Regions from separate parts of the Gossypium hirsutum genome. Here regions 2 and 3 are each linked to region 1. Evidence: chromatin contacts called from public Hi-C data. All regions are on one chromosome and are shown on one strand. Each heading gives the region's core, a stretch centred on a gene start, on an enhancer-like site or on the middle of the called end of the contact. The rest is flanking DNA. Distances are from core to core; before and after follow the strand shown. Region 1 holds the start of LOC107913337 (protein NOI4). Region 2 holds the start of LOC107913335. Region 3 holds the start of LOC107920272 (nuclear transcription factor Y subunit B-9).

What was found. Hi-C and Micro-C count contacts between places; a contact is called where the count stands out from the background.
Region 2: a Hi-C map of leaf shows a contact between it and region 1, with 3 times the contacts expected there. The contact joins the promoter of LOC107913335 here to the promoter of LOC107913337 in region 1. A contact is called at or near these places in 7 of 34 Hi-C or Micro-C datasets (leaf, petal and seedling).
Region 3: a Hi-C map of leaf shows a contact between it and region 1, with 2.9 times the contacts expected there. The contact joins the promoter of LOC107920272 here to the promoter of LOC107913337 in region 1. A contact is called at or near these places in 6 of 34 Hi-C or Micro-C datasets (hypocotyl, leaf and seedling).

What each region holds. Positions count from the first base shown.
Region 1 is chrA13:92,163,684-92,166,705 of Gossypium_hirsutum_v2.1, forward strand. LOC107913337 (protein NOI4) reads right to left here and starts at 1,483. Exons shown (of 3, transcript XM_016841891.2): 1 at 1,327-1,483. The coding sequence starts at 1,332.
Region 2 is chrA13:92,443,254-92,446,122 of Gossypium_hirsutum_v2.1, forward strand. It overlaps LOC107913335, which reads right to left and starts at 1,334. Exons shown (of 4, transcript XM_016841890.2): 1 at 1,061-1,334; 2 at 441-508; 3 at 9-243. The coding sequence starts at 1,160. LOC107911400 (mavicyanin) reads right to left here. Exons shown (of 2, transcript XM_016839233.2): 1 at 2,826-2,869; 2 at 2,291-2,761. The coding sequence ends at 2,376.
Region 3 is chrA13:92,491,441-92,494,203 of Gossypium_hirsutum_v2.1, forward strand. LOC107920272 (nuclear transcription factor Y subunit B-9) reads right to left here and starts at 1,456. Exons shown (of 2, transcript XM_016849888.2): 1 at 1,320-1,456. The coding sequence starts at 1,374.

The DNA.
Region 1 (3,022 bases), core at 233-2,732:
TAACATCAGTTTCAGCTTAAAAGAATACTTTATTTAACAACTGCAAAATCAATTGTCATGCTTAGCAATGCGGAAGGCGATCTTTCCGCAGTCAGGTACCATTTTGAATTTGAATTATTATATCTCATTTGTAGGGCCTAAACAGACCTTGGTCCATGTTTAAAATTAACCAAACACTGGTTATTGATCACTTACACAAACCGAAAATAAAACTGGGTCTAAGATTACAAGCATTCAATATTTCTTAAAAGTAGGATATGCCTAACAAAAACAATCATAAATGGTTCATGAAACAAACTGTTTTATACAACTATACAATGACTGACTGGTGACTATTATTATTCACAGGGAGATGCTTGGTGGGTACAACAGTGAAAATAAAAAGACAAACCGAGATAGCAACAATACAACCAATTACACAGGTAAAGCAGAATCTTTACAGTAAGCAATAATTGTACAAATCACAATAATCATTTAAGGAAATGAAAAAGTTACCATATAAAAGCATATAACATGAAATGCAGTGAAAAGCTTCGCTTATCTTAAAAACAAGATAAAAAAGGAATCGGCCAAAAAGTCGAACTCGAAGTGACATATGCTAACAATCAAAATTATATCAATTCATGGAAATCCCAGCATAAATTAGGTCACAACTTTGGGGAGAATCATTGCCATAGATCTCAGAAAGAACTCTCTAATTATGTGGTGGATAGAAAATTTCATTCACTTCAGAACATGAACAAACTTATAGGCTTATGACATCAATGATGAAGCTATTAGAGCATCAAAACATTCCCAAAAAAAGCTAATCAATATTCTAACTCAGCCATTTCCTAATGCATTCCATTTTCATTCAATATGAATCTAACTTCCATCCTCCAAAGTTCTAATGGAATAAAATTACATTTAAAAAGAAAACAAATTTCCCACCATAAATCATGCTATTACAGAAGGAACTCGCTCAAATGGTATACAATTCATCAGTTTAAATAAAAGGAAAAGCTCAAAACCAGTTTCCAGCAAAACTCGTCAAAGAAAAACAGAAACAAAAAAGCATATAAAACAGGGTAAATTTTTAATAATACACTAAAAACGTGCCTTTTAAAAAAACGCTATGATTAGCAACAACATCAAGCTTGATTCTTTTTTAAAGGGAAAATACAATAAAAACAAGAATCAAAAACCCAAAAACAAATGAATCAAAACAATCTCAAAAGCTCAAAACCATCACAAACAAGAAAATCAAACCAAACAACAAAACTAAACCTTTTTTTCAACAAATTTAAACGGATTTTTTAAAAACAAAAACAAAAAGTGATTACATACCGACATGAATTCTTGAAAGAGAAACCCCTTCTCGTAATGAGAGAGAGAGAGAGAGAGAGAGAGAATGATAGCTTATAAAGAGAAAGGAAAAAAAATGAAATTTTTTAGACGAGAAAATGTGAATTAGAAACGAGGAAGGACAGGAAAAAAATAATATATAACGGAATTGGGGTAAACCACGTTAGCTTTGACGGTTAACGGAAGGGTTAAATTGAGCCGTCAGTGGAACCGTGAATGATGACGTGGAAGGTGCACAAATAACGGGGAACGGTAAGATGAGCTGGCAAACGGCGCGGTGACAGATGTTGACAAATGATTTGCTGGCGCTGTTCACCAATTTAGAGTTTTGAGGATTAATTTAATTAATTTGTTTTTCTTTAAAAAAAGTAATTACTAATTTTGATATTTTTAAAATATAGTATAATGATTCAAAACCTTTCAAATTTTAAATTATCTAAAAATAATTTTTTTTGATTGATTATTTTTCATGAAATTATTTTATTCATGCGTGTTGAAATTTTATTTCAAAATCATTTAAGAGATACATGAATAAATAGATGGGACTTGTTTTATTTTTAGGGTTGGTTCAAATTCTATTTTATTTATTGCAATGAATATTAACATAATAAAAAATCCGTTTAAATTTATCAAAGTTTCTAATTTTTAAATCAAATAAATTTTTTATTCTTATTTATTATTTTTTTTATTTTAATTATATGGTTCTATTCATTGAATAAATTAATAAATTTATTTTTTAAAAACAAAATTCATTTGAAGAAAGTATTTGTTTTGATATTTAGTAGTAGAGGATTATTAATTTAATAACAATTTTTTTCAAGTTAAAAACTTTGGCACAAATTAGTGTACCAAATAAAAATAAAAAAAAAAATTGGATTTGATTATAAAACTAAAAAAACGTGAAGTTGGAAATGTAGAAATTGAGTTGGAAGCTAATAAAAGTATGAGTTGTTTTATTTATGAGAAATTAGATGCAAATGTCAATTCTAGTTGTTGATTAAATTATATAAAAGATGCTCATTATAGCCAATGAAAATAGTTTGATTTTTTATATATTCTTTAATTTTAGTAGAAGATACAATAAGATTCTCTCTTTATAATATATATATATATATATATTTTTGTCAAAGATATTCTTTCCTCTTTTTCTTTGAGGGGTTTTTCTTTTTCCCTTTTGAGAGAGGAAAAAAGGGGTAATAAAAGGCAGCATTATAGATTCAGCCATCCCATATAAACAAAAATTATTTTTGTGTTAATACGTATATATATATTTTTGGGTAATTTACAAGATAAAGTCTTTTTTTAATATTTATGGAAATGGGCCAATATTTTTATTATTTACCAGAAAGGGCTGAATTCCGTCCACGTCAGCGCGATTTCAGGTGACATGTCAGTAAAACTCGTCCTTGGGGGAGCGTTTTGCCCGTTTTACCCCCTCCCCCAACGGTCCTTTTTTTTGACCATTTGAACCCCCAACGGTAAAAAGAAAAACTATAACACCCCCGTTTCATCCTTTCAATATTCTTTCAAATTTCTCTCAAATTTCTCTGAAAGCTCTTTTTAATTTTTGTAAAAAAGCTCTATTTAAATTTTTTCTGAATAATTTTTTAAAATATAAAAATATTCGATCTTGTTAGCAATGGCAGGAGAATTAATTCGTCTTGATAATAAACACAAC
Region 2 (2,869 bases), core at 84-2,583, 280 kb after region 1:
TTTCTTACCTCTACATATTGTGGTCCCTTCTCTGGTATCTCGAACAAGAGAACCGGTTAGACGGTTGCCATCGCATTTATGATCTCCAACTTCAATAGCTGCAAAGTTTGATAAGCATGGACTGCCTGAATCTTTTAAAGTCCTTGCTTCAATATTGAGGAACCATGTTCCAACTTGATGCTGGAAAGCATACTTTATAGGCATAGAAGAAGGCAGATGATAAAAACATGATTTTCGCCTTACCTACTTAGAGACAAAAGGCAGAACATACAAACAAGTTATAAGTAAAATAGCAGAGGAAAACTATGCTGCTCTGATTCTTCATTATTCTTGAAGTACTGGTGTCTGACTCCGGTGCATTAGACAAGTACTTGTGTTTGAGAAAACAACCCGTCGATAGACATAAAATTAAGAAAGAAAGGATTGAATATGAACTTTACCATTAATGCATGAACTTCAATCTTTCCCAATTCAGGAAAACAAGCATGGTGTGTTCTCTCAAGTTCCCCTACACGTTAAGATTTTGGCACATATTAATAGAGCTATAATAACAAAGCATTTCATCTAAAGTTAAATTATCAGAATGTCTCACCATATTTTTAACACTTTGAAGAAGCTATCATAATAACAAATCATTGCATTGATAGTAATAGTGTTAATGTGTTGATCAAGTTTTTAAGTTATACAATTTCTAATCTACCAATGATCCATAAGCAGCAATCAAACAACACGAATGCAAAAAAAAAATGCAATTATCTCACAATTCTGATAAACTATTTGGAGGGGGAAATGGGAAAGTGAAAATTTTCATATGGAGTCATGAAAGGGAGGATTTTCCGGGTATCAATTTTGTTTTAAATGACTATGATCAGAAATTCCCACTTCATATAATAATAAAAATGCCTTTTTTTTTTTTGGCAACTGATATCTGTATTCCATAAAGCAGCAACTTTGCAACTGGGAAACTGTAAAGAAAACCAAGAAAAAAAAAGACACTAATATTCAATGGGAATCAAGAAAGATGATGGGGTTTTCAGGTTTTTTTGTTCTGTAAGCTTACTGTGAAAATCTCCGACAGTGGTATTGGGAGAGACAGCGATGGCCAAGTGAGTGCCTAAGTTGGTGTGCGTGAAAACTGCTACCTCATCGTCAGATGCCATTCCAGGGTCGAAGCTGGGCAGTGACAGACAACCTAGGACTTCATCAACAACAAAACAAATAAGGGCAAGTTGCTTTGTGTTGAGTTACTGTATCTTAGATTAAAAACACCTTTTCTTCTTCCTTTTTCCTTTTTTTATGGAATTTTTGGAAAGATTGAACACATTTTAAGTGACAGTTTTATGGTTTACTCAAGATTTTAAATGGGTTAATATTAGAGGCCAGTAGAGGGAGTTAATTAGCCCAGTGGGGCTGAAACCAGGAAGCTTCCAGCCTAGCCTGCTCCGTACTATGGAGCTTTGGACAAGTTGTTGATTGAGGCTACTGGGGTTGGCTCCAAAAACTTTGGTCTGGGTTTTATCATTGTCAAATGAATCTCCAGCTAATTGAATTCCAATATTATAATACTTTAAAAAATAAGTAGCTCGCAAGATTAATTAATAATTTTTTAATTAGTATCGAAAGTTTTGTATTAGAGTTCATCTCAAGCTAAAACAAGATATTCAAATTTAAAGGAGGTTATTTTTAAAGGAGTCAAATTTAAATTTAAATATGAAAATCAAGTTTACTTGTTATTAAAATCGAGTCCAAATATATTTTTTAGTGTGAAATTAAGATTTTCTATGTTCAATGTATTAATACTTTCAAAATTCATAATTTATTTCCAAGATTCAAATTTATATATTCGTTTAATATGTTTACCATTAAGTCTAATAATTTTAGTTTTCTTTTCTTTTTTTTCTTTTTTTTTTTGGTTGTTAGCAGCCAATTAAGTAGATATCTGAAGTTGAATCCAAATTTTATGACTTGAATTCCTTAAAATCAAAACATTTTAGGACTTGAATTACACCCTAATCTACATGCATCACGGATATTTAATAATTTCACGTCTTTTTAATCCCAATTCCCTATTCACATTATAACTCAAAGCTCAGTGTAACTGGAATTTCATGGCAATTTTTAACCACTCCTCTCTGTACATTATTGCATAGAGAATTTCTTTTCGAAATAAAATTTATATTCTACGCAAAGCTTGCTCAACGTATATAAACTTACCAGAATGGGTACTAATGAAAGCAAAAGAAGTAAACTATTTGCAAATACGACATAAACAGTCTAAAAACATCAGAAAAGCACAAATAGTTTGTTTTTTTAAGAATATCAAATGAAACCAACAATATATATATATATAGAAACAGTTCCTATAATATTAATAACTACATGAGCAAATACATGATAACCAGCATTCCCCCAAGAGCCGTCATGAAATAAGATGCAACCGCCTGCTTGATGGTGGAATTGTGCGGTGGAGGTCCCCAAATCGAATCCCAACCATCCCCATCGTCGTTGGATCCGCCATCTTCCATGGGCGACTGCGCCGGCGGAGGAGAGCTCATCGCAGGGTGCACCATTACTCGAATGATCAGTTTCTGACCAGCTTTACAGTGACCTCGCTCCCCGCTGATGAAGTAGAAAAACCCGTACCTATCGAACTCGAAAACAGTATCCCCATCTTTGAACTTAAGGATTGGGTTCGAAACACTGCAGTTAGTGTAGCTTGTATGGTTCACCACCAACACTGAGTCATTGCTGTACTTGAAATCTAATAACACACAAGCAAACATAAGCAAAATTATATATCTATATATGTATGTATGTAAACTTACAAAGAGAATCTCCAACGTGAAACCGGTTCCTGGACGCCCATTCG
Region 3 (2,763 bases), core at 206-2,705, 330 kb after region 1:
ATTTATAAATATATTTTTACATACATGTTTTTACCTCATTAAATTGCCATAAAGTCAAAGCAACAATAAATGACAAAATTAAAAAAAAAAAAAGTAAAAGTCTGAAGTTTGGAAAGAGTGAAGCATTGTTCACTAAATAATAATAAATTCAATACTTAATAATAATTATTTAAAAATAATTATTTTTTATTAATTAGAAAAGAAATTTTAATTTTTTTAAAAAAATATTTGTTAAATGTTAACCCACATCCTTTTTTTTTAACAAGTTACAAAGATAATTAAAACAATAGAATCCCAAAAATTATAAGTAAAAGTCTAAAATTGAATTATGTGGACTAAAAACTAAAATATATTTAAACCAAAACCATAATAAATCAGGATAGAAGAATTAAATCAAAATAGAATCTAATTAAACTCCAACTTAAAAATTATATCTTCAATTTTCATTATGAATGGAATGGAACGAAAGAAGAACGAAAATCAGAAAAACTGCCACCTTAGTGGGGTGTACGTCACACGTGCCAAACAGAAAGTGAGGTTAAGTGCCTCAATCCAGGCACGGACGATTAATTGGGCCCCACCATTTGGGATGGGCCCAAATTAGTTTCTTAAAATACGGGCCCCACCTATCACTGTTTAGATTCTTTGTTGGGAGTCTCAGCCCAAAGTCAATGCCTTTTCCCCCTTTCTCCAGATTTTAAGATTTCCTCTTTCCCAATTAATTATTTAAAATTATAAAAAAAAAGAGAGAGAATATTTTCATTTTTATTACAATAAAGACAGAATAAAATGAAAAATAAAGACCTTGTCAAGCTTGCAAGAATTAGTATGAATTCAAACTATGTGAAAGAAATTAAAATAAGACGCAAAGAAACAAGTTATTAACATAGTAAAATTTATATAATAATACGAAATGATATGATATAATGGGAATAAATATTTGTTGAGGAGAGCGTTGAAAAGGTTGCATGCAAGCTATTCTTGAAATTCTAATTAAAATTGAAAATGATTTATTTGGTTATCCCACATTTTAGATTTTTAGTTAAAAAGAAAAGTGAGTCGAGATATAGCAAGCGTTACATATCAAGAGTCAAAAAGGTGATTTCAATATATATTTACCTTTCAACTTAAAACTAACCTCACAAACAATGATGGAAATACAATGTTTGCAGCGTTGCATGCAAAGAAATTAACATCATAATAATACTGCTAAAGCCAACTATTTTCTTCTTCTTTTTCTTTACAAAAACAGTATATATTCATGCATGCAGTAGATTATTACTTAATAAAAAAAATTTGAAGGCTTTGGGTTGGTGTACCTGAACTTGATTTTGCATGCTTGTAAAAACGATTGAACCCATCACCACGTTCCATGAGTTTGCCTCTAAGAAAAAATAACAGAAAAAGAAATGGAGAAGAAGAAAGGAGTAGTGTTGGTGTTCTTTGAATGGGGCCGGGCATTTAGACCATTCTATGTTAGGGGGGAATTTATAGTGCGAAACAAATGCACTCCACATGTCGAACAGGCGTTTCTAACGAGGAAGTCAGCATTGCCGGTCACACCACCCTCTCTCATTGGCCCCTGCCCTTCCCCTAACCGGAATTACCAGGTGGCCACTCATAAAGAAGAAGTTATTAAATACTAAATTATTATCTCCACCCTTCCAAACATATTTTTTTATAATATTTATATGATAAATCAAATTTAAAATAGTATTATTATTTATCTATTTTATGGTTTATATTCGGTATTTATATATTATTATTTTTAAATTTTAATTTCTTTCTTTGCACCCGCCTTTATTGATAAATTTAGAATAATTATAGCAAAGAAACAAATTTCTCTCCATTGAAAGACCAACTCTTAATTGCCTCTGTTTAATGATTTCTTACCTTGGAAAGTGCTTATTTTTGGTATATCAAACTTGTTATATAAGTATTCCTAATCATTACTTTTTAAATTATTTGTATTTTGTTTGGGTATTAATGTATATCATATTAGTCTACGTTAACTGTTAAATTTTAAAAATATGCATTACAAAATATTTCATGTTTATTTATAAATTTATTCTACATAAAGCCTCATATCACACTATAAAATAAAATAAAATAAAACGCATAAAATTTATATATTTAGAACACATGTATATATCTAAATTTAATATAAATAAATAATGAATTATAATATTTGAAATTAATAATAACAACGCATACAATATATACAAACAATGTGGGCGAAATAATTTGTATAATAACATTGTAATGTATAAAAATATCAAAATAAAACTTTAGTTAAAATGATAAACTAAGAAAAAGACAAAAGTACATTTGTAATATATAATTTATTTGAAACATATAAGATTATTTTAATAATTTCTTTAATTAAATTAATATCGAGTTGATTTATAACATGAACTCATTCAAACATTATAAATTTTTAATATCAATATCATCTACCATGAAAAAAATAAGAAGGTTAACGATGGAATTGATTTAACGTCAAATTGCTCATCCCTAATTTATAAAATTACTAGTTCAACAATGAAATTCACACATATAGGTCTCAATTGATAAAATTAAAAATTAGCGTAATTTATTTCGCTTTCCAATTTTATATATAAAAAAATATTTTAGTTCTTCATTTATTCTTTTACATTTTTTAACTTTTAAATTTGTATTATTTGTCAAATTACCTAAAAATAGATAGAAAAATTAATATTTTTTAACTTTGTTGATATGGCATACATATGAATTGCCACGTAG